Regions from separate parts of the Astyanax mexicanus genome. Here region 1 is linked to region 2. The links are chromatin contacts, called in public Hi-C maps. All regions are on one chromosome and are shown on one strand. Each heading gives the region's core, a stretch centred on a gene start, on an enhancer-like site or on the middle of the called end of the contact. The rest is flanking DNA. Distances are from core to core; before and after follow the strand shown. Region 1 has its middle 24 kb from the start of LOC103037561. Region 2 holds the start of bambia (BMP and activin membrane-bound inhibitor (Xenopus laevis) homolog a).

Evidence for each region. A called contact is a pair of places that touch in the nucleus more often than the background predicts.
Region 1: a contact with region 2 is called in a Hi-C map of muscle, with 16 times the contacts expected there. The contact joins the enhancer-like site here to the promoter of bambia in region 2. A contact is called at or near these places in 2 of 3 Hi-C or Micro-C datasets (both in muscle).

The regions. Positions count from the first base shown.
Region 1 is chr15:35,238,576-35,242,524 of AstMex3_surface, forward strand. No RefSeq gene overlaps it. Among protein-coding and RNA genes, the nearest start is that of LOC103037561, 24 kb to the right of the region's middle. Within about 2 kb of position 1,791, the one cell type or tissue checked has an H3K27ac peak away from gene starts, as active enhancers do.
Region 2 is chr15:35,073,829-35,077,609 of AstMex3_surface, forward strand. It overlaps bambia (BMP and activin membrane-bound inhibitor (Xenopus laevis) homolog a), which reads left to right and starts at 1,896. Exons shown (of 3, transcript XM_007259650.4): 1 at 1,896-2,432. The coding sequence starts at 2,357.

The DNA of each region.
Region 1 (3,949 bases), core at 541-3,040, 160 kb after region 2:
ACACAGTCTCGAAGTGGAACGAAGTTTATTGGATATTTTAAACTTTTTTTAGAAATCAAAAACTGAAAAAGGAGGGCATGCCATATTATTCTGCCCCCTTGCTTTAATACTTTGTAGCGCCACCTTTTACTGCAATTACAGCTGCAAGTCGCTAAGTCGCTATAAATCTATCAGTTTTGCACATCAAGAGACTGAGACAGCTTGAGCTCAGTGAGGTTGGATGGACAGCAGTTTTCAGCAATTTCATATCTTTATGTTTGAAGCCTGAAATGGCAAAAGGTTGAAAATTTCAAGGGGGTCAAATACTTTTGCAAGGCACTGGAAATTATCAGTTTTCAAAAGAGGACCAAATAGGTGAGACATTCCATTTCCACATTAAAGTTGTCCAATACCACCCAGAGTGGACAGGGCTGTGTAGGGGTGTGTCATAATATCACCAACATTTTTTAATATTGTGAAGGATATTATACACTGTACATCACACTGTTCTCATTTTCTATTATATATCTACTGATTTTACTTTAATTATGGATATATGGAGATATTTGGAGTGCATTATAAGTATCATGATATTCTGGACCATTGACTTCTGTTACAAGTCTGATGAAATTCTTGTATTTGTTTTATATCTCAGTTAGGGGTGTACCATATCATATTGTATGCAATTTAAAAAAAAAGATTTAATTCTGTTGCAGTAGTGTATACTTGAAAAAAAAATCAAGAGTATTGTTATTGCGAGAAAAAAAAAAGTGAAATATTGTGATATTTTTTGGGGGGGCATATCGCCCACTCCTAGCACTGTGGGTGATAATGATCGAGATTCTGGCTATTATTGTCCATGCCAGCAGATAAGCAACTCTGGATGAAATCTCAAAAATCCATGTTTAATACAGGAGGTACCACATGCATATACAGTACAAATACTGTAGTACAGAAGTCATGGGACATTATATTAGTTTCTGTCCCATGTTTTTTTGGCATGACAGTGTTTAGCAATGATATTTTATGTTTTTTATTGCTATAATTAAAAAGCCAGAACAGCAGTTTTGCTTCTGTGCCTCACAAACATCAGTTTGAAACATCTGAAAGGCATTAATCAATCGTATTGATTCAAACCAACACAAGCAGCTTAAAATAACAGTCTTTGCTATCATAACAATGAGAAAAGTGCATGGCTCTTAATTAATCATGGGAGTGTTTTGGGCATTAGTTGCAATTAACCAATTAGTGTGTCACTTGACATTTCGTTCTGTTTAAGGAACCAGGTGTGCTCTGACTTCGGTGCATTGCTATTTCAGGGGCGCAGCTAACAGCAGCTTCTCAGCAGAGGAAACTGACCTGCTTGTTTGCGCTCTTATTTTTTTTTTTTATTGTTGATGTAAGAGTTTGTATAGCTGCCAACAGGCAAGCGCTATGGGTTTGTGCACTGTTGGGCATGAGCCTGTGTTGACAATTCACTGCCAAGATAGTAATAAACGTCTCTCTGTTGAAGTCAGTCTAGGTTGTCTTCAGTCAGTGGCGCACCTGTGTTTTCTGTTATCGCTGCCAAGATAGCAATACGCCTTAAATTTACCTGAACAAACCTCACTTCTAGATCACCCATATTCACCATATTCACACACACACACTGTAGCTTTTTAAAGTGATGTAGGCTGTTGGCAGGGTGTAAGATAGCAGTGAGCATCGTGACGCACCTTACGCAGGGTGTAAGATAGCAGTGAGCATCGTGACGCACTCCACACAGGGGGTTAGATAGGACCCGAAGAGTTAAATGAATCAGAGCGTAGGTGAGCTGCAGTGTAGTTTTCGGTTCGTGTCCTTATTTCCCCTCACTCTATTTAGCGTTCTGCACTCCATCCAAACGGAGGGCAGTTAATAAGAGGGCTGGTTGAAGGCATTTTGCTCATGTGGGTGTGAATGTTCGGAGCTGAGCTGCGGCCCAAAGCTCTTATAAAAACACTTCCTCTGCCAAAGTCTTTTTCTCAATGAGAAAACAAGCAGAACTTTGCTTTAATTTGGAGAGGTATGATGTTTGTTTTTCGTCAAGAGAGCTGAAGTAAAAAACTGAAAATTCGCCTGCAGCAATCTGAAGCATATTTAATCTTCATCCTGTCCACCTTAAAGTTCTTAACAAGTTGCCGCCTTTGAACTTGGGCCTTTATTTTATTTTACTCTTTGAAATGTGATAAATAAAAGTATACATTCAGCAGTGTGTGTGTGTATGTGTGTGTACTCATATTGACCTTGGCACAACCAGCACATTGGCATTGTCCAAATGTTGATTTTACCCTTAGTGTTTGTTAGCTCAGTGAGTCAGGGTATGACACACACTCGGCTGTGACCCCCTTCTTAGCGTGGCAGTGCCAACTGCCCTGGCACTTCCCAGGCCTGGACACAGATCTGTGGATGCAGAATGGTGCCCTGGAGGCACATCTGGCCCTTATGCATACACACACACACTCACACAGACTAGGACCAGGACCAGTTTTCGCTGGAGGCAACGACACTTTGTGTGAAGCGTGATTTATTTATTCAGAACATGCACAGAGATAATGTATGCATGGCAGGGAACATGGGTGCGCTCTATTGAAACAGTTATCTGCCCTTTGGTTAGAATTGTGCCCTGCTGTGTTGGTCCAGAATCAATTCAATTCACAGTGTCTGAATTTAATATAAAAGAACAGCTACAATCAGCACAGTCAAAAATAATGCATCCATTTTCCACTAAATCAGCTATTACATTAAAACCTGCTGCCTAATATTGTGTAGGTCACCCTTGTGATGTCAAAACAGCTTGGACCCATCAAGGCGTAGACTCTAGAGGCGTTCACACGTTTCTCTAGTCTGAATCAGTTGATGAGTTTGTCTACATGGAGTGTTTCTCCCTCTGTTTGGTCTGTTTTCATACAGACATAAATGTAAAAGCACCAAAATGCGCACCAATAAACCACATGTGCAGGCTGTGTCCTCTGATTGGTCAGAGCTGTTTGACGTGGGAGTAAATATACATATACGAAAAAAGTAAATATAGCAAGAAGATTCTGTGTTCCAGCGCAAATATCTGTGCTTTAACACTGAACACTGAAACGCTACGCTTTCAAACACAATGTGTGGATGTGCAGCACAGATATACACATAGTAAAGAGTCACGTAGCTAAAATCATATTCATTTGGTGGAATAACCCTGGTTTTTATTCACAGTTTTCATGCATCTTGGCATGTTCTCCTCCACCAGTCTTACACACTACTTTTGGAAACTTTATGCCAATCAAGGTGAAAGAATTCAAGCAGTTCAGCTTAGTTTGATGGCTTGTGATCATCCATCTTGATTATATTTGAGGTTTTTAATTTGGTCAAAGAAAATCAAAAATACTCGTCATTTTTAAGTGGTCTCTTATTTTTTTTAGAGCTGTGTATCTATGCTGATGAGCATGGTCCTAAATTGCTCCTTAATTCACTTTGCATGCATATGTACGGGGGTTGGACAATGAAACTGAAACACCTGTCATTTTAGTGTGGAAGGTTTTATGGCTAAATTAAATCAGCCTGGTGGCAAATCCTCATTAATTGCACATTGCACCAGTAAGAGCAGAGTGTGAAGGTTCAATTAGCAGGGTAAGAGCACAGTTCTGCTCAAAATATTGCAATGCACACAACATTATGGGTGACATACCAGAGTTCAAAAGGGGACAAACAGTTGGTGCACGTCTTGCTGGAGCATCTGTGACCAAGACAGCAAGTCTTTGTGATGTATCAAGAGCCACGGTATCCAGGATACCAGGATCCCACCATCAGCATACCACCAAGAAGAACGAACCACATCCAACAGGATTAACTGTGGACGCTGTAAGAGGAAGCTGTCTGAAAGGGATGTTCGGGTGCTAACCGATTGTATCCAAAAAACATAAAACCACGGCTGAACAAACCACGACAGTATTCAGTGTGCACC
Region 2 (3,781 bases), core at 646-3,145:
TCTGATTCATGTGTCCAAATTTTGCTTGTTTTAAGTATTTGTCAGTCTGGACTGCACATTTTATGTATTTGTTTAAACAATTCTGCATTTTATTTACCACTTCATGAGCCCTATGTCTTCATTAAGAGATAGTAGACACATGGGTCTTCCTCTCCAGGTTTCTTTTTCTTGTTCTGAGGGAGATTTTTTTGTGCCACTGTAGTCTCTGGGTTGCTAACTGAGGGCTTAGGGCACCTGCATCTGTGTGAAGTTGCTTTGTAAAAATGGCTTAATACAAGCAGTACACTGCAAACAACTAAAATTTGGCATGTGAAATCATCTCATTTCAAAGCAGTACATCTTATTTTTCTCCCTTATAGGAGAAATATTTATGCCTTACTAAGCATTATAAGATTATGTAGCTTTTTAAAGAATCTTGATCAGTTTTGTTTATTTTAAGTCATTTTAACTCAAAATAAGCGTGAAAATTCACCGGCTAAATTAGTCTGATTTTTTTAGTTCTATGATTTTTACTTGACTTAAGTATTTGTCACCCTGGTTTCCCCATTTTTGTACTGCTATTTTAATGCTTAAATATATAATAGTTACTATTATCTTAATTATTATATATTAGTAAAGCCATGTCTTAATTAAAAATTTAACAATATTTATAACATGAGTGTGGAGTATTCTTATTACTGCATGTATTGTCACTTTTTTCTTTATATTTTATGCTTAATAAAATAATATTATTATTTTTTTTAAATAGTTTTAATACAATATATGATAATTTATGTATAGATAATGTATCATCTTAATTATACTACTAGTCTTATATGAACCCTGTAAAGTTGACATTTAGAGAGTTGCCACCTTTTCCTTTATATTTAAAAAAAAAAAAAAAAAAAAAAATATATATATATATATATATATATATATATATATATATATATATATATATATATATATATATATATATATTTTTTTTTTTTTTTTTTTTTTTTGTAAGGTTGTAATAGTTTAACTTCAGCTGTCTGCTGTTGGCACCGATGTTGTCCCTCAGCTTCAAACAGTAGGACTCGTCCTGTCCTAACTGAATGATAAACATATGAACAGACTGCTCGGGCTGTGGAGATATCGATCGGAGCCGTGTGTGTGTGTGTGTTTTGCATGGGATTGTCTTGGGGGTAATTGAGTGGCCCTGTCTGTGTGTGTCGTCTCTCTGGCGCCATGTGTCTCTTTGGATTGCTAATTTATCTAACCGCTTCGTCCCAGTCCGTACATCCGTTTTTCCGCGACCTTTCGAGACTTCAGTAGCCAGAAAAAAATATTTATGTACTTTATATAATTAATTTAAAGAATGATTACTTTCTTAACTTATCATATTTAACTGATTTAAAGCTAAAACTACCCACCTACCTACCTTTCAAGCAGGATTTTAGATAGTTAAGCTACATTCATATATGTTTAGTTAGCTAACGACTATAATTTACCTAGCTACAAAACATAAAAAAAATAATAAATCTAAAAATCTAATTAATAATTAAGCTTACATGTTACCTTCACCTTTATGTTTTAACAGTTAAAAAATACATAATATATAACATATATAAATTACCGGATGGTTGTAAAGTAATATTCATATATATTAAATTTAATTTGTATTAATTTTACTATTTCCACCGTCTGGTCTCATAATCTATAACCAAGTCTAACCTGAACGCCAACGAACTTTTACGTATGTAAATAAGGTTCCGAGGTTCGTCCAATCAGCGTTACGAGTGGGCGTGGCGACGCGGAGTCTCATCAGAGTTGGTTCAGAGCCGTGGTTTTACATTGTAAAGAGTATGCAAAGAAAGCAACACGCGCGTCCAATCAGCGCCCACGGGGGCGTGGCTACGCGGAGCCTCATAACTGTGGCCTGGCGCTGCTGGATTTGACTATTCAGAGCCGTACTGTGAGCTGTACTGTGGAGCCGAGGTCGCTCTTGGATTAAATATCGTCTTTTTCGTGCTTTTCCCGTTGTTTAAGTGTTCAGAAACGTTCTTTAACGTTGTGAAAGTTTCTGCCGTTACGTGTTACGGACTAGTTTTGCGTCGTTGTGGCGTGGTTTCCGAATATAGTCGTATTTCTTCGCTAAAGAACTGGACTGATCTGCTCCGCTCTGCTGTACTGTATGGATCCGCGGAGAGAGCCGCTGCTGGAGGAGCTCTTCTGAGTGTGCGGTCTCCGTTTGGACGCTATGTGAGCCGCGGATCTAAGGGAATGCAGTGATATGTGGGCTTTAAGGCACATGTAAAGAGCAGGTCTTCACCACAAACCGATTTGGAGGGTCTTGCCGCGGGCTTGAAGGGCTGGGAAGAGTCGCCGTTGCTCAATGGATCGCCATTCCAGCCTGGTTTCGCTTTGGTTTCAGCTGGAGCTGTGTGCCATGGCCATTCTCCTCACTAAAGGTAGGCAGCCTAGCTAGCAAACCTAGCTACATACACCAGAACACACTCTTAGTAACATAAGAAGGGGATTAAAAGTTACAGTTTGTGGACAAAAAAGGCAAATATGGTTAAACCACAAGTTAAGGTAGTAAACAATGCAAGAGATGTAGTTAAAGGGTCTAAAACAGAACATAAAGGATTGGGTTCACTGGTGTAGAGAGTAAAGTGGATTAAAATTAATTTAAAAATGTAAAAAAACATTAACTGGATAATAGGGGTGGGCGATATGGCTCTAAAATAATATCACGATATTTCAGGGTATTTTTGCCATAACGATATATTACTTGCCGATATAGGAAAACAGAAAAATAATTAATTAATTTCAGGAATATAGTATAAGAGAATATTAACAGCATAATCATAATGTGGCAAAATAAATAATATAGCATAAAATAATATAATGCAGCAACAAATATTGCAGAATATTTAGTGCATGCATATAAACTGCAAACTAAAACAATTATACAATAAATACACCTAAAGCTTCACAGTAAATAATATACTACTTTTAAGACAGGACATCTCTATTATCACGATATGGATTTTTAATATCACGATATTTCTGTGTCACAATATATTGTATACAATATAATATTGCCCACCCCTACTGGATAGGTTACCTTTTTCAATCTTAGAAAGACATACACATATTGCAGTAGAACATTGTACAGAAATGGCAAATCATTTACATTAGTAAAGCAATATATCATAACAGTAAAAATCTGACATTGTGTCTGTTCATTGTGGTGAACATGTAGTGTGAGGTAGCAGGTTATATATGCAGTTATAGCATATATGAGCATATATACGTTCTGTAGAAAAAGAACTACATGTAAATATAAAGTATGTTTAAGTGCTTAATCATAAAACATGATTTGTTTTTAAGCAGCAGGAGGGCTTTTATTTTAGGTTAGTCTTCCTAGTGAAAGTGTATGTAGGCTATACTACTAACTAGATGCTTTCTACATACATTTTATTCATTTTCTACATGTTTGTACCTTTTTAAATTAGCTACATTTGAAGAAAATGTGAAGAATGGCAAGATAAACATTAGCTACTTAAGCAAACTTATTAACTAAATTGCTAGGTAAGCTAAGAGGTCAGTTCTGTAAATGGTGTTGATTTATTTATTAAGACCCAGCTCTCTCGGTTCTAGTCAACTTTAATATAAGGTCAGTAACTTAAAAAACACATTTAATTAACATCTACATGTACAACAAGTGATTTGTCTTTATGTATTAAGTGATGGGCCAACATGTTAGGAAGTTTGATGAGACCACAGCTATACACTAACATTTCCCCATTCAATA